2 separate regions of the Zea mays genome follow, and region 2 is linked to region 1. Evidence: chromatin contacts called from public Hi-C data. All regions are on one chromosome and are shown on one strand. Each heading gives the region's core, a stretch centred on a gene start, on an enhancer-like site or on the middle of the called end of the contact. The rest is flanking DNA. Distances are from core to core; before and after follow the strand shown.

Region 1 (3,694 bases), core at 245-2,744:
GGAGAGGCTTAGCTCGTGCCACGAATAGTTGAAAATAATAATTGGTGTCTCTTGTAGCATTTCCTTTGCATTGAACGTATTCAGCCCACAAATATGTATGCAAATATCAAAACTCCAGTACCTTTGGGAAGCACTGAAAGCCACCTCCAGTGACATTAAGCAATGCCAGCGAACATAGCCTGTGAGGCGCAATCGCCGCAAGCTTGCAAGCAATCATGGCACCTGGTTGCACACAGATAACAGGGTCAATGCCTAATAAAGGTCACACATTGGAGAGAGAGAGAGAGAGAGAGAGAGAGAGAGAGAGAGAGTCTCAGAATCGAAAGACGCACAATAGGAATAGGACTTACCCATGGAGTGGCCAAAGACGTGAGCTTTCTTCCACCCCAAATGATCCATCAAGGCCAAGGCATCCGTCGCCATGATTGCCGTCCTGCCAGATACAAAAGAACACGTTTGAAAACAAATGCTCGCCCATTTTTTTACATGAGCGCGTGAACTGAACGTGATGGAAGATATGATTCCCCCCTTCTTTCTTCCCCGTCACTCGTTTTTCTCGTGGAAAAAACTATTGTGGCAGAAAGGGAGCGAAATGTGGGATTTTTCTCGTCGAAAGCTACATGCAGCTGATGTCGTCCACCAAATCCCCGTGTACGGTCCTTCTGAATCGCAAGGCGAGGAAGCAAGCAATCCTGCGACACCTAACGAACGGAACGGCCCACCGATCGTTGCAACCGACGACGACGAGGGAGGATTTGGATCTGTTGGAGGAGGAGGGGGATACTCACGAGTAGTAGGATTTGTTCGGGGGCACGGAGCTGCGGCCGGCGCCGCGGTTGTCGAAGCAGCAGACCTCGATGCCGTCGCCGTCGCCGCCGGCGGCCTCCTCGTCCGGCCGCAGGGCCTCGTCGTCGGCCGGCTCCAGCGACCCCGTCAGCCCCTTAATCTGCGGGCCCCACGAGTCGTGCGTCCCCGCCAACCCTTCGATTCCGATCGCAAACCAAACACCAAACCGTTTCTCAGCGAAAAAGCATTCTTTAAACAACAACACGAGGAGAAAGAACAGGATTCCTCTTCCTCCTCTGGGCCGAGGACCGGGAGAGGAGAGACCGGCGGTGTGCGTACCGATGATGAGGAGCACCTTGGTGGCGCCGCGGCCGTAGCGGCGGTAGTAGACGCGGACGCCCTCCCACTTGTCGCCGTCCGCGTACCTGCCCACCTCGCAGTAAGGCATTGCTGCTGTGCTCGCCGGCGGCTCTCCTCCTTCCTGACCTGATTCAGCTAGCGCGCGCGCGTCCGTCTCGTTCTCGTCGCCGCCGCCGCCGCGCGCGATTTGGCTGGTTTGGCTTTGACCGTTTTGGAGGGGATCCGAGAACGGGCGAGGCGTGGCTGCCTGGAAGGCTGGAAACGAGAAAAAGTGCGCAGAGGAAAAACGAGGGGGGAAGGGGAGCGGAGCTGCGGAGGAAGGGGGCGGCTGGTTGTAGTTATATCCGCGGGACTCGGAAAGAACGGGCGCCGCGGCGCGAGGGAAAAGAAGGTGCAGGCGGGGGAGTCCGTTCCAGAGGCGCGAACACGTGGACGGATGGCGCGGGGGCGGATGTGAGCGGGGCGGCGGAGACACGTCGGCGCGTCGCCGTCCGCCGCCGAGTCAAACCGGCCGGCCCAAGCCCAAGCCTTCCAGGATAAACTAATAAAACTATGCGGCTGAGGTCCATGTTTTCTGGGGCGGGCAATTGCGCTTGGTTTCGTCTGGTCGTCGCGTCGGGTTTTTTTTTGTGCCTGCCGAGTTGGACACTTGGACTGGATAACGGAGGCAGCAAGGAACGCCGTATCGTGTTGCGCTTTTTGCGGCCACAAGCGTGGCCGTGCTGTGCTGTGCTGTGACTGAAACGTCGACCGGTGAGTGACGATGCTGAGTCCTCCCTCCTATCCTGGAACTGAGGGAACCCGGTCACATTGGACGGACAACTTTCACAGCGATCGGGATCAAGTCATGGAAATGATTGGGAACGGAGAACGGGTAACAGTTTATAAAGGGCATTAGAAGTAAATAAATGCTATTTTCTGCACGCAAAATACAGGCTTCTATAGCGTCGCTCGCTCTCGCTCCGTCCATGTCAGGCCCCCAGTCCCCACCCACCCGATCCAGCCCCGGGCGGCGGTGCTGTTGAGTGCCGGGCGATGAGCAACGGCACGCGGTTCGTAAGATTCTTGTGATGCGCGTGCGCGCGCTGACGCGGCTGTCCGATCGGGTGGGAGGCACGGGCGCCGTCCCGGGGCAACGCGCACCGTCCTCCTGTCGTCCGCCGCGGCCGCTCGGTGCCGGGCCCCGCCCCCGCGCTCCGTGGTGGTGCTGTTGGTGGTGGCTGCATCCGCTTGGCACGGAGCGCGGGGCGTCGATCCATCAGACGACCGTCAGTGCGTCAGGCACAAGGGTGACCCGATCCACCCGCTCGTCCACGACGGATGGATGCTTTTCGCTCCGCTCTGTTTCTTCCTTTTGCAATAATAACTAGGTATTTGACCGTGCGTTGCCAGGAAAGCTAAAATTAGTATAAAATATAAATATATAACGACAAACGTCACTATGATAAGCAAAATCCATGACAAAATATTACCGGAACAATAATATTATATTAACGATATAAACATGTAATGTTGATATAAATCTTCCCACTCAAATAGAATAAATTAATGCCGAGAGAACATTATAATATCACACGAATTATTTTTAAAGAAGCAATATAGAAACCGACCTCTAGAGGCCCTTTTGCTAGGGACGATTCTTATCAGCTAGACCATTGATTATGTCAGGTTTCTTCTCAGGCGCGAACAGATATCTCAAAAAACGCTCTGTATGAACATCAAGCACAGAACTCTAAAAAATTGAACGGTCATGTGGGATAAAATCACCAGCAACCGCGTGAAAGTGAAACACGACATAGGCAAAGAAAAATCATTAGAATCAACTATTAGCAACATGCAGTTCGCTTTAAGTTCAATCTTGGTACATCAATAAGGAATAGACTTCTTTTGATGAGTTAGACAGATGCTTAAAAGCTTTACAACCAACTTATTATTTTTGCACAATCTAGCAACAATTCTAAGACCTAAAGCCAGTAGCGGTATATATCCAACATGGGTAGAAAGGGCCTGATTTTGAATGGAGCCACAGTCATATCCTTCTACCTACCCTGCCTACAAAAACACAACTTCCCAAAACCTATAAAAATAGAAATTGAAATGACCAATACTACCCTCGTCGGTTCCTTGATCAGTCTGATATTCTAATCTCTACTCCTAGCACATCCTTTACACAACCTCGTAAGTCACAAATGCAATGGCAATTGAGGGCACCACCTCGAGACGACAAAACAAGGGCAGGATGTTAGAAACAAACTACATAGAATTTACAGAACAAAATATTGACAGAAATCTAGAAACAATTTGCCAGCTAACGTTAGGCAACATCAAAAGTTTGTTCCAGTTTTAAACTTTTCTTAGAAGGATTACCTTGACTGAGTTCGGCACAAGACCCTTGTATAGAGCACCAACTCCATGGCGAACGGTCTTCTTGAATGCATCGATCATGCCATTGTACTGGAGTGCTTCTTTGACTTGTCCAATAACAATAGAGTCAGCATGGCTCCAACCAACCATATGCATTCTTCTACTGATGACATCAAGAGGGTAT
Region 2 (3,638 bases), core at 166-2,665, 140 kb after region 1:
ACCGTCAGGGTAGCTTTTGTGCCGGCCTGCCTTTAATTTTCTTCACAAACACATACACACTTACCTTTTTGTTTAAGCAAGAGCCTAGGGTGGTGCGTGTCTGATGACTAACGATGTATGAGAGAATTTTTCCGGCATGTGTGGAACGTGCTCGTGCTCTCCAATGATGAGACCATATAAATCGTGGCATATATCGAAGTCTGCATGATACTGATGGTTGCAATGTGGTGGTGAAATAACTAGATTAAAATAACAAAATTTATGTATGACTAGGATCACAAATTGATTATAAAACATTTTCTCATAACAATATAACACAGATTTTGTATATAAGTTATCGTAGTATATTGATATTATATATTACCGTTGCAACGCACGGGCATCCAGCTATTATATATATATAACATCATTCTAATATTTGCTTCTCGTGTAGCTCGACAAGCTGGAGATGGCATTTGAGAAGGTGAGACAGATGCTACACACGTCTAATCACAAACAAAACGCACAACCCAAAAGTCATAGAGAGGGTCCAAAACATCAAGCCGGGAATGAACCGGATTCCCCCAAAATACAATAGTGTTTATCGTTGCAGCAAGATGTGAGAAAATAGAGAAATAAATAGATCCCCACTGCCAACTAAACCCTAAGGAAAAATTCGCCGACTGCCATCAAATTTTATACTCATTCCTTAGCAGTCATCAAATTTTATACTCATTCCTTACATGCCACTGAGTGGTATATATATAACTTTTTTGTGTGTATTATATGTAGGGCCAGTGGCACACAAGTAATGAGTACATTTTTTGATGGCATACATGGAATTGCTCCTAAACCCAACACAAAGTTGTCCACAGGATGTGCATACCTCAAAATATGCAGTCGCCGCGAGATGGATTCATGTCGGTGTCGTCCAGGAAGATTCCGGCGGATAATCACCACTTCTAGACGACATTGACGAGGCTGGACGTTTGGTGGAGAGATTCGACATCTTGCCAGCGAATGTTTTGTGCCTTGAAATCGAGGGAGTGGAGAGGAACGACGGAGACATGATCGTGAAATCAAGGGGGGTGAAGAGGACCTGCGGAGGCATGAAGGAAATGTCTGGCATGGGGACGGAGAAAACCAGTGGATTGGGAGCTCACATCGCCTGTGAATGTTTTGTGCCGTGGATGGGTCTTTCTTCGCGTGCGTGAAGAAACGGAGAACAATTTGGTAACTGTTGGACGGTAGTTTTTCTTCCCCCCCTAAAATATACATTGGGACCATAGTTTTTAGGAGGTATTGGAGTTGCAATAAGAGAAGGCTGTTTTGATCCTATCTCAGCGAAGCCTCCTGATCTGGTTCTGTTCGGGCGAAGCCTAACCTTAGGGAGCCTATAATCGCAAATTTCTCGTTCACGCGTACGTGCGGGTGTGGGAGGTTGGACAGGAGACGTTTTTTTTTCCACCGTCGCCGCCGCCCCTGCTTGCCGCTGCGCGCCCCCGCCTCCTACGCAGGTCGTCTGCTCCGAAGCCGGTGGCCGAAGCTCGCGTCGCCCTCTCCCTCACCGGATTCATCGTCCGAGCCCTCGCTAGAGCTCGTGACCTCGCCGTCGCCGGAGCCCTCACTCTCACTGGATTCGTGTCCTCGCCGGAGCTCGCGCTAACCTGCTCGACCACACCTCGCCGCCCGCGGCCATCTCACACCCACTCCGCGCGACCGCGGTCCTCTCCTCACCTATCGGTCGTTCCTGCCCTCGCGAGGAAGACGACGCCTCAAGCTATCCTCCCTCCCTCTCGATCTGATCCGGAGTGGCTCACGTTTTCCTATTCCTCGCCAGCGGCAGAGGCGGCAACCCTCGATCCGTGTCAATCCTCTATTAGGTACGTCACCCGTTTCGTGGAACCGACCAACCCAAGCTATATTGCATCAGGAACTGACCCGGTGGCTAGTATTGGTAGTATATTCATGTTTTTAGACCTTTTGAATTAAGTGGAGAAACGGTTTTATGTACAAAGACGCTGAGGCTAACTTCGATTTTTGGCAAAGAATTATGGCACCGATGTCCTATATTTAGCCCGTTACTGAGAATTTGAGGGCACAGGTTTCTACTAGGAAGGAAGGAGTGGAGCGAGTAAAAAAAAAAAAGAAAACATTTTGCAATGTCTGTTTGGTCTTCTTGCATGTAAAAATGTTGAATTGGGAAATTGGAGGTGAAAATGGCTACCAAAAATCTTTGTTTTGGGGAATATGGTTCCAAAAGTCTCTTTTTTATCAAGTCTGCATATATTTCGTAAACGAATACGATGGATGTTTTATATAGGCTTGGAACTGAACAGAAAATCTACTCAAAGTTTCACAGATTGGTATGAGCTGATCACCCCTGGTTGTGTAGTTCCTTCTGCAATGATTTACTGCACTCACTGTGCTGATTACTGCCCCTCCATAAAGGACCCTGACAAAGGATACATGTGAGACCTCCCTGTTCTTTCTATATTATTCTAATGGAATACTTTGCAAAACCAGTCAGTAGGATTGTTATGAAGATGGGCTATTTACAACTCTGTTAATGGTTGTCCATCAGATTCTCATAAAGCAACTGAAGCTCTTGAGCTTATTTATTGATATGAAAACTGACATGTTTGATGAATGATGATCAGATGTTGTGGTACATGTGGGAAGGTTCTTGATCAGGAGGTATACACTGATGAGCCTACTTTTGTTAAGGATAACACAGGACAGGTTGGTTTTATTTACATGCTTTGTAATCCTTGGATTTATCCTTTTCTTTTACCAATTTCTGAGATTTGGTATAATTTGGGGCTACACAGAGTCGCTTAGCTGGAAGTATTCTTGCAAGCATTGAGTCTGGATATTCGATTTCTCATCAAAGAACCTTAGACAAAGGTATGGTTTTTAGCGCACTTATTTATTTTACTTTTCGTGGTACTCTGTAAACTGTTTTTTGGCTTTGTTTTACCAGGTAGGGATGAGATTAGGCAGATTGTCAATAACTTACATGTCAGCGGTGGAGAAACTGTCGTTAGCAAGGCTTATCGCTTCTATGAGGTAGGTATTTCTATTATCAGTCAGTAGTAAGGTAATCTCATCCCTACCTGGCTGCCCCTTAGGACCTAATTTGGATACTTTAGTATTGACCCCAATCCACATGTATTGAGGTGGATTGGGGTGTAACTTAAACTAATTTATACCCTAATCCACCTCAACACATGTGGATTAAGATCAATACTAGAGTACCCAAACAAAGACTAGCTGGGCCCTAGGGGTTTTTCCTAGTTGTGTGTGGTCTTTTTGTTTTTTCCTAGATGGATTCCTTCCTGTATGCGTGTTTCTGGCCCCCGTGAGGGGTCTTTTGTATTTGACCTTCCTTTAGACCCTGGTTTCTTTCTCTTCTTAATATAATGAGGCGCAGTTCTCCTGTTCGTTTTTTCGAAAAAAAGTAAGGTTGTTCAAATGGAATGCAGCATCATGATATTGATGTTTCTTCATTCTGAGTGCAGCTAGCTGTCGACCGTAATTTTACCAGGGGCCGTAGAACAAGCCATGTTGCAGCTGCTTGCCTTTACATTGCCTGCAGGTATGCTACAACCTAATTATAGGTTCACTACTTTCTTTGTTGGAACTTCAGAAGCGTTTAA

What was found. A called contact is a pair of places that touch in the nucleus more often than the background predicts.
Region 2: a Hi-C map of ear shows a contact between it and region 1, with 2.3 times the contacts expected there. The contact joins the promoter of LOC103635274 here to the promoter of LOC100281755 in region 1. A contact is called at or near these places in 14 of 25 Hi-C or Micro-C datasets (bundle sheath, ear, endosperm and 5 more) and 2 of 3 datasets of contacts at active chromatin or transcription factors (leaf and seedling).

What each region holds. Positions count from the first base shown.
Region 1 is chr8:63,897,235-63,900,928 of Zm-B73-REFERENCE-NAM-5.0, forward strand. LOC100281755 reads right to left here and starts at 1,495. Exons shown (of 11, transcript NM_001411884.1): 1 at 1,126-1,495; 2 at 789-981; 3 at 351-433; 4 at 122-222. The coding sequence starts at 1,234.
Region 2 is chr8:64,035,922-64,039,559 of Zm-B73-REFERENCE-NAM-5.0, forward strand. It overlaps LOC103635274 (transcription factor IIIB 90 kDa subunit-like), which reads left to right and starts at 1,416. Exons shown (of 20, transcript NM_001346889.1): 1 at 1,416-1,862; 2 at 2,334-2,450; 3 at 2,640-2,721; 4 at 2,811-2,886; 5 at 2,963-3,048; 6 at 3,501-3,577. The coding sequence starts at 2,386.